Regions from separate parts of the Canis lupus genome. Here region 2 is linked to region 1. Evidence: chromatin contacts called from public Hi-C data. All regions are on one chromosome and are shown on one strand. The core of a region is the stretch at or near the end of the contact, and the rest is flanking DNA. Distances in the headings are between cores, read along the strand shown. Region 1 holds the start of SFR1 (swi5-dependent recombination DNA repair protein 1 homolog). Region 2 holds the start of ITPRIP (inositol 1,4,5-trisphosphate receptor-interacting protein).

Evidence for each region. A called contact is a pair of places that touch in the nucleus more often than the background predicts.
Region 2: a contact with region 1 is called in a Hi-C map of blood, with 2.5 times the contacts expected there. The contact joins the promoter of ITPRIP here to the promoter of SFR1 in region 1. A contact is called at or near these places in 2 of 9 Hi-C or Micro-C datasets (amygdala and blood).

The regions. Positions count from the first base shown.
Region 1 is chr28:16,627,537-16,631,528 of UU_Cfam_GSD_1.0, forward strand. SFR1 (swi5-dependent recombination DNA repair protein 1 homolog) reads left to right here and starts at 2,270. Exons shown (of 5, transcript XM_038578723.1): 1 at 2,270-2,398; 2 at 2,650-2,764; 3 at 3,325-3,446. The coding sequence starts at 3,351.
Region 2 is chr28:16,829,038-16,833,029 of UU_Cfam_GSD_1.0, forward strand. It overlaps ITPRIP (inositol 1,4,5-trisphosphate receptor-interacting protein), which reads right to left and starts at 1,685. Exons shown (of 5, transcript XR_005380544.1): 1 at 1,671-1,685.

The DNA of each region.
Region 1 (3,992 bases), core at 1,020-3,519:
TTGCCTTCTGGTTTTCTAGGGCAGTATTTTTCCCAGCCTGAAGTTTCAAGTACCATACAACGTCCAGTGTCACAAACAACAAACTCCTGATAAGCCAAGAGATTTCAGGTGCCTAATGTCATGGAAATAGTTGCTAGGCTTTATCTAAAGGTATAATGAAAACTGTTCTGGGGCTATATTCCAGATCCCTTACACTAAGTTGTGGGTGTAAGGTATGTTTCCACTTGGGTTTGTCTCTGGAGTAAGTGAAATACAAACTTAAATGTGGGAAGGTCATTCAGTTCTAACAACATTGGAGGTTAGAGATGTAGGTCAACAAACGCACATTTCTGAAACACAAATTTTTCTGAATACTTATTCTGAAGTTCTTTGAAAATCAGGCCAACACGATCGCATTTAATATACCAGTTCACATAATAAGCAAGTCAGAACATTTCCAAGACAAGATGTTGTTTTCCTTTATGCAGCCAGCAAAAACACAGCTCTAAGCCTGGGCTATCATGATAAAAGGACTGTGGAGCAGCTGATTTTAGAGAATCATAAAAACAACCCAACCTTATGCCCCGAGGTATAACGAATATGCAGAGTCTGCATTGTGCTTCTAGTGTCAGGACAAATCATTCTGCTCTTTTCAGTGTAACTGGTGCCAATGGATGAGGAAGGGGAGAAATAAACGTACAGACTGAGACCTGGGGCTTGGTGAGGTGAATAACGCTTGTATCAGAAAATCATGAGTTCTCTTTCATTTTGCAAATACCTTGAGACTGATCTATGTAATTTTTGAAAAACTTAGGAGAAGTGGACTATATATTATTAATTATATATGGAGGCACCAAGTTTTCTGCTGGTTACGGTTTAAATCATGTGGGGTTTTATGGAGTACAGCATCTTTTTTTAAAATCTGGGGAGATAAGTGCAAGGATGAAATAACTGTATGATGCGTACCTTCCTATCAATTAGGGAATGGTGAATATCATGGTGTATATAAAATAACTACTATCGAGGGCTTCCTACATATCTTGTTTTCGGTGTCTGTGGCGAATGCTCATTTAACCCTCCAATTGCCAGGAGGTCAACGTACTATCACCCCCTATTTTACAGATGAGGAAGCCCAGGCATAGACACTACTTTACAAAGCATATAAAATAATGTCAGGATTTGGACCCAGGCAATTTGCCACCAAGCTTTACGTCCTTCCTCACTGCACTCGGTTGTCTTCAGGTTCCCGATTTCCGACTGCTCAGTCAATCCCTCAGGGCCCTGGCACTTCTGTGCTATGAGGTGTTTGTAGAGAGACCGTATCAACGTTTCCAAAGGCCATTTATGAGGGTTGAAAACACCAGCTCCTTAAAAATCCCCGACTTCCATGTGACTCAGAAATTACGAACCGTCTTTCCCCAAACCCAGGGCTCCGCCCAATTGACTTAACTTTGTTGTTGCACAGCAACAGACCATCGCCACCAGGAAGTGAGGATTATTTCTTTTTTTTTCAAACCTTTTATTTATTTATTTTTAAAAGTAATCTCGGGCAGCCCCGGTGGCTCCGCGGTTAGCGCCGCCTTCGGCCCAGGGCGTGACCCTGGGGACGGACCCGGGATCGAGTCCCAAGTCGGGCTCCCTGCATGGAGCCTGCTTCTCCCTCTGCCTGTGTCTCTGCGTCTCTCATGAATAAGTAAGTAAAATCTTAAAAAAAAAAAAAAAAAAAGTGTTCGCGGCAGCAAAGGCTGGAGAGGTGCGCAGCCGCACGGGCCTCCTGGAAAGGTCTGACACGTCGGAGTCTCCCCCCGCCTCAGCTGAGCCGACCGTGAACGCCAGCCACGGGCGGCTCCGCGGCTTCGGCCCCGCCGCGTGACACTGCGACGTTAGCTGCGGCGAGCGAGGCCCGAGGGGCCGCGGGGCACGCCCGGGCTTCCTCCCTCACACACAAACACAAAGAAGCCGGGAGGGGAAGGCGAGGCCTGGAACGTCGGCGAGGGAACCCGCCCCCCCGCATTCCCTCAGAAGCCGCCGCCCCTCCGCCCCATTCCCTCAGCCGTTCCCTCAGAATCCGTCCGTCAGTCATTCAGAAACTCAGCCCGGCCCGCCCCCAACCCTGCGGAGGCTGGCGGCCGCGCGCGCCCTGTGCCGCCGCGCTCCGGCGTTGGGCGGGGCAGAGCGCCGAGCGACTGTCGACCGGGCCAGTCACACGTCTCTGCGGGCCCCGCGTGACCCCGCCCGCTTCCGCCTCCTCGCCGCGCTGGAGACCGCGCACGCGCAGTCCGGCCGCTCCCGGGGCGCTGAGGCACGCGGCGCTGCGCGTCGGTCAATCGGACCAATCGCGCGTCTCTTCCGCTTCCCCTGCGGCCCCGCCCCCCAGGGCAGCGCGCGTTTTCCGCGCTCTGGGAGGTGGAGGAGGGAGGTAGAGCGCGGGCGGGCGAGAGGATGGGAGTGTGGGGGGTGGGCTGCTCCGGGGTCTGCGGGCGCGTCGAGCGGAGCTCCCTTTGTGCGGGCAGGGCGCCTCCCAACCCTTCCTCTGACCCGGGGGGCTCCCGAGGGCTAGTGTGGGTTTTCTGCTGTGGTGGAAGGAGGAGGAAAATGCCCCCCTCCCCCCCCCCCCAAAGTTGATGCCTTTGTTTGAGGAAACAAACTTGTGCCAACTCTCCTTTCCAGGGTCAGTTCGCTGCTCAAACGACACAGACGGGCGTACACTTACCTGCGCTCCTGTTCCTTGTTCCTCAGGCCCCGTGGTCATTGGTTCTAGTCACACAGCTTTATAGGGCTCAAGGTACTGTGACAGTTCTGATGATTTTTTCGGGTCAGGATTTGAGTTTGTATTTCCTTATAAATTAGAGTTCCTTAAGAATCCCAGAGTTAGGGGATCCCTGGGTGGCCCAGTGGTTTAGCGTCGCCCTCAGCCCAGGGCGTGATCCTGGGGTCTTGGGATTGAGTCCCGCGTCGGGCTCCCTGCACGGGGCCTGCTTCTGCCTCTGCCTGTGTCTCTCGTGAATAAATAAAATCTTAAAAAAAAAATGCCACAGTTAATTCTCCCACTCCGTACACGACAGATCTGAGGATATTCTAATGTAGATAAAACAAGTGGAGAGCGTTTCTATAGGGAGATGCCAGCTCGTTTGTCCTGGTAGTCACCACGTGGACCCACACGGTCGTAGGTAGGAAGGTAAATGGAAAACTGCAAAACGAGCAAGAATGGACCCCAACTAAGTGAAGTTGTGGCTGGCTTATTCGTGGAGGTGATATGTACAGCAGTAAAAAGTTCTTTTACAGAAACAGTATGTATTTACATTCTGATTGGTTATTTTTTGTTGTTATTTTTCAATTTTGTAGAGGTAAGCCAAGATTGCGTTTTCAAGATGGAAAGCCCATCCGACCCAGCCGTGGTTTCACCTAGCACTCCGCAGGCCTGTGCCAGTCCACCATCTCCCCGCCCAAGTAGTTCAAGAAAACAAGTATGCATATCCGAGCTCTTGCATGGGAGCTATTCTTTATTTCTAGGTATTGTGCCAGCAGTGGGTTTAATTCTACTGAAGACTGTTAATCAACGTAATGTGTAGATCAAAAAGTAGAGATTTTATTGACTATTAAGTAATTTTAGGCCTTTCTCCTATGATAATGAGTTTGAACTACCCCCACCATTTTCATCTGGTATCAATTATGTTCATTTAGTTTCAGATCAGGTTACTACAAAATTCCAAATTGAGCAAGTTTGAATCTGCAGTATTCTGAAGGTCTTTGGTGGCAGGGAGCTAGGTCTTCTCCTTAATTTGTAACTCTGAGGCACTCAGAAGTGTCAGGAGTGTGACAGTTGCTGAACAGATGTTTGGGATGACTGGGGTAAGTGTCTCAACACTGTTTTGGAAGGGTGCTGACTTTGCTAAAATAAAAAGAATAAAATTAATGGGGCTTGCAGGAATTGAAAGACATTTTGTGATGGTTACTTTAGATCCGTGGAAAGAGAAAGCCATCTAGTGGTGTCAACTATAGAAATGTTAAGG
Region 2 (3,992 bases), core at 435-2,934, 200 kb after region 1:
CTCACAAGATGCGCTTTGCTGACCCCCCATTGCCATGCCAGCCCCTCTCCCCTGGACCACTTCCCTTTGGCAGTGCCATCCTTTGCTGGAGGGGGCCTGGAGGACTGAGCTCACCGTAGGGGCTCTGCTGGTCACTGCCTCCCAACTGAGATGTGTACCTCCTCCATCAGACAGAATCCCCCACCTTCTTTCTCTTTATTGACTCCAGGGCGTTTGAGAAGGGACAAATACAAAACCAGCTTTCTCCCAGGTAGTACTTTCTCGGGTGGGCACTTTTGCCAGAAGCCCCTGCTAGATGTTCTTCCCTGTTCTTGCCCTCAGATAAAAAGTTCACCCCCACACCCTGGTCTTTGTTTCACTTTGAATCCTGCAGGAGCTGGGAACCACTCCTGGTAAGGTGACAACTTCTGGGATGATGGCATCGGGTTAAAAGTTCAGATCCTTGCCCCCTGAAATCCAGAGCTTGAAATTGCTGCATCTTTGCAAATTACGGAGCTAGGGGATGGCATCTGAACAAAAGCCATCCACCCAGGGAGAGCAGAGAGTCAGTATAACCACTTTATGGTTACCCACAAGTGGAAAATATGAGGGCAGAATGGCCTGGAGCAGCAGCAGGCACAGGGAATTAGCAAACAATGAAAGCCACTTAGGCACGTAGGCTGGAAGGAGGGCTCCATAGCACAGCCCATTATGTTAATAATAAAGAGGTGAACAGCAGCAACTCCACCTGCGTGTGCGGTGCCATGTTCACAGCTAACCTGGACCTGTGACTGCAGCGGGCTCAGATCAGCTTTACCTGGCAGCCTCTCCGGGGTACAACTGGCTTGTAAAAGGCAGGAAGGGCTCTGGGTCAAATCCAAAAGAGTAACAAGAAAACAGAACAGGATTCTCAAACTGATTCAGATCCCCCAGGCCGGGGTCCAGGATCTGCCCGGCATCTGGAGCTCTTCTAGTTTTGAAGGCGGTTCCTTCTCACACCAGGCAGGGGATGTGTGATCCCTGAGTGGCTCCGTAAAATATGTTCCCCTTCTTGCTTGGTAGCATTTTGATTTCTAAAGAGGAGCATTTGGGATGGGAAGCCCGGCCCTGGGGCTTCTGAGTCCCATCACCTGGAAGCCAGAAAGCTGGAGACACAGGGGGGAGAGGTGGGGATTGGGTTAAGGGTCAGGCGATTTGCAGCCGCAAGAGGAAAGTCCTGCACTGCGCGGGGTCTCCAACACTCGCAGTCCCGAAAGAGGAAGCTGCGGAGGCTCCCTCGGGCCCCCGTAACCCCATAACTTCACTACCTTAAACCGAGAGAGAAAACAGGCAGCCCTCCTACTGCCTCCTTGCAGGAGGGGAAGAGCCGGGGACCGGCCCGTCGGTCTGTCCGCGCACGCACGCTGCACTCAGAAGTAACGGACCGCGGGGCGGGAGCGACCGTCGCCGCGCGGGGGTGCAGCCAGGAGGCCCGGGGGCCCCGGCCCGGGCTGCAGCGGAGACGCCGGGGGCGCGGAAGGGCACGCAGCCGGCCGCCCCGCGCCCCCAGCCCCGGCGCCCTCCGCCGCGCCCCCAGCCCCCGCTCCCTCCACCGCGCGCCCCCGGAGCCCTCCACCGCGCGCCCCCAGCCCCCGCTCCCTCCGCCGCGCGCCCCTTCCCCCCCGCGCGAGGCGGGCGCCCTCGGGACTCACGCCGGCCTTCGTCCCCTCCCGGCCTCCGCGGGGACCGCGCCAGCCCCGCAGCGCGCGCGGGGCCCCAGGGCCCGGAGGCCGCGGTTCGCGTCCCGCCGGGCGCTTAGAAGGACGGGGGCGGCGGCTCCACGGCCGGCTCCCGCCCTCGCGCCTCCATCCGCGCGGCCCCCAGGGCGGCGGAGTTACTCATTTCCTGGATGTCACAGAAACTTTTTCCTCCTTATAAGAACAAAACACCCGCCTCTGCCACGGGCCGCCGCAGCTCCTTAAGGAGGACCGCGCGAGTCGCGGTGAGGCGGCCCCAAGAGGTCGGCCCCCGCCCCCCACAGGAACCCCCGAGAGGCCAGCAGACCCGGAGGGCGACCCTGCGAGTCGGGCTCCGGCCTCCCGAGTCGGCCGGCGCGGGGGGCCGCGGGGCGAGCAGGACGCCCTTAAAAGGCAGCGCGGGCGGGCAGGGGGCGGGGGTTAAGGCGCGGCCCCTGGGCTGCGAGCTCTCCGCGGCGCGTTTTACAAGCGGCGGGATCCCAGCCCCCCCCCCCCCCCCCGCTTTTGTCCTGGGAGGGAACTGTACGTCCAGACACGACGCCGGCCCCTTTCTTTTTCCGCGGCTCGAGTGGACGAACAAGGAGCCACGGGCCCCCGTGCCTTGCTCCGGGCTGAGGCTGCACAAAGGATGGGCACCGCCCGCCTCCCTGCAGAGGGCGCTGTCGGGCCCCGAGCCCGCCGCCGTAGTGCAGTTAGACCCCGTGTGTGAAGTTAGGGTCCCGGGAATCGGGTGCCCAGGTGCCCCCCCCGCCCCCGGGTGCGAAATCCGTAGCCTCTCCTCCTTGTGACCCGCCGGCTGTCCCGGCCAGGGGGAGTGGCGGCCGCGGCTGGAACAAATCCTGCATTAAGTGGCTTTGGGGGAGTCCAGCACGACGGAGGGCGGCCTGGGGGAAATGAGGAGAACACGCTGTCCAAGGGGTTGTCACCAGGGCCGCTGCGGTGGGGCCTCTTAGGTCACCTATGCCCTTCCCTCTTGGAGCCAGCCCAGTAACGTGAACACTCGCCTGCAAGACATTAGGCTGAGGCTCGAAGATAAACAGGCAGTGAGACAAAGCGCTAAAAATAGACCCCCCTGGCCCTTGGCCCAGGTTACTCTTGTTTTCAAGCTTCTGCTTTGCTCCTAGCGCTTTCCTTACATCAGGGACAGTTAGGCGGAGTTGGGGGGGCACTGATGGGGAGGATGGGGGAACGGGCTTGCAGGGGTCAAGGGGCAGGCTGCTCTGAGATGGGCCCCTTTGGCCTGAACATTATTTTGAGTTAAAAGCAATGGAACCCTGCCTGGGCAGATTCTGGAAAAGCTCTTTACCTCCCCCTCCCGGGGGCCAGCCAGCGCTAGGAAGAGAGCTATTAGGAATTCCTCTTTACCTAAGAAGCCTAATGAGGCAAGCTTTGTTTTCCAAACTCCTCCTTTCACCATCCTCCCAATAGTCTTTCTCCCTTTGTAACCTCAGAGCCCACCCCCTCTCCTGGGCTCACTTTAGCTATCACTGTCTTTGGAATTTCCCTGTCTGGGTGGGATCCCCCCTTACAGAGGCACCTAAATGTGATTTTCTCCTGTTAAAAAAATCTGCTTCATGTCAGTTTGATTCTTAGTCTTACTAGAAGGATCTTGAGGGGCAGAAGAAATTCTTCCTCGTTGACTCCAGGAATCTAGGGAAACGTTTGCGAAAGGGCTATGTATTGCCAAAATGTCTGTCAAGTTGGATGGGTGAGGTACTCCTTCTCCCCAAAGCAGGCAAAAGGAATTCTTGGAGGGTAGGGACACTGACCTGAGCACCTCTACACTGCCTTATAATCCTTGGGGTAAGAGTTCAGGGTTCTGTATGCTGGAACATGAAGGTTAGTACTCGAATGCCCTCTGGGATTGTCATCCTGTGTGCAAAGTCCTTCTAGCAATTTCTAACCGGCTGTGTATATTTATTTATATAAGGAATATTTATTAGATTTGTCTTTCTTTCAAACCGGATGATTTCACTCTGAGTGACCTAATGGTCACCTGCATTGGCTCCCCTCTGCTTTCAGCACAGAATCCACCATCCTAACCTGGCACACAGGCTGTTCATGAATTAGCCTCTACTTATTTTGATGCAGAAAAAGGATGTTAGGGTTCGAAGCCAAGGGCCAAGAAAGAATTCTTGAGACATCTCTGGTGCGAAAAGGTGGTTTTGTTAAATGTGGGGACAAGACTTGTGGGCAGAAAGAGTTGCACTGAGGTCACTGAGGAGTGGCCCATTATATATCTTCAAGCTGGGAGGGGATTAGAGAGAGCCTTAGCCT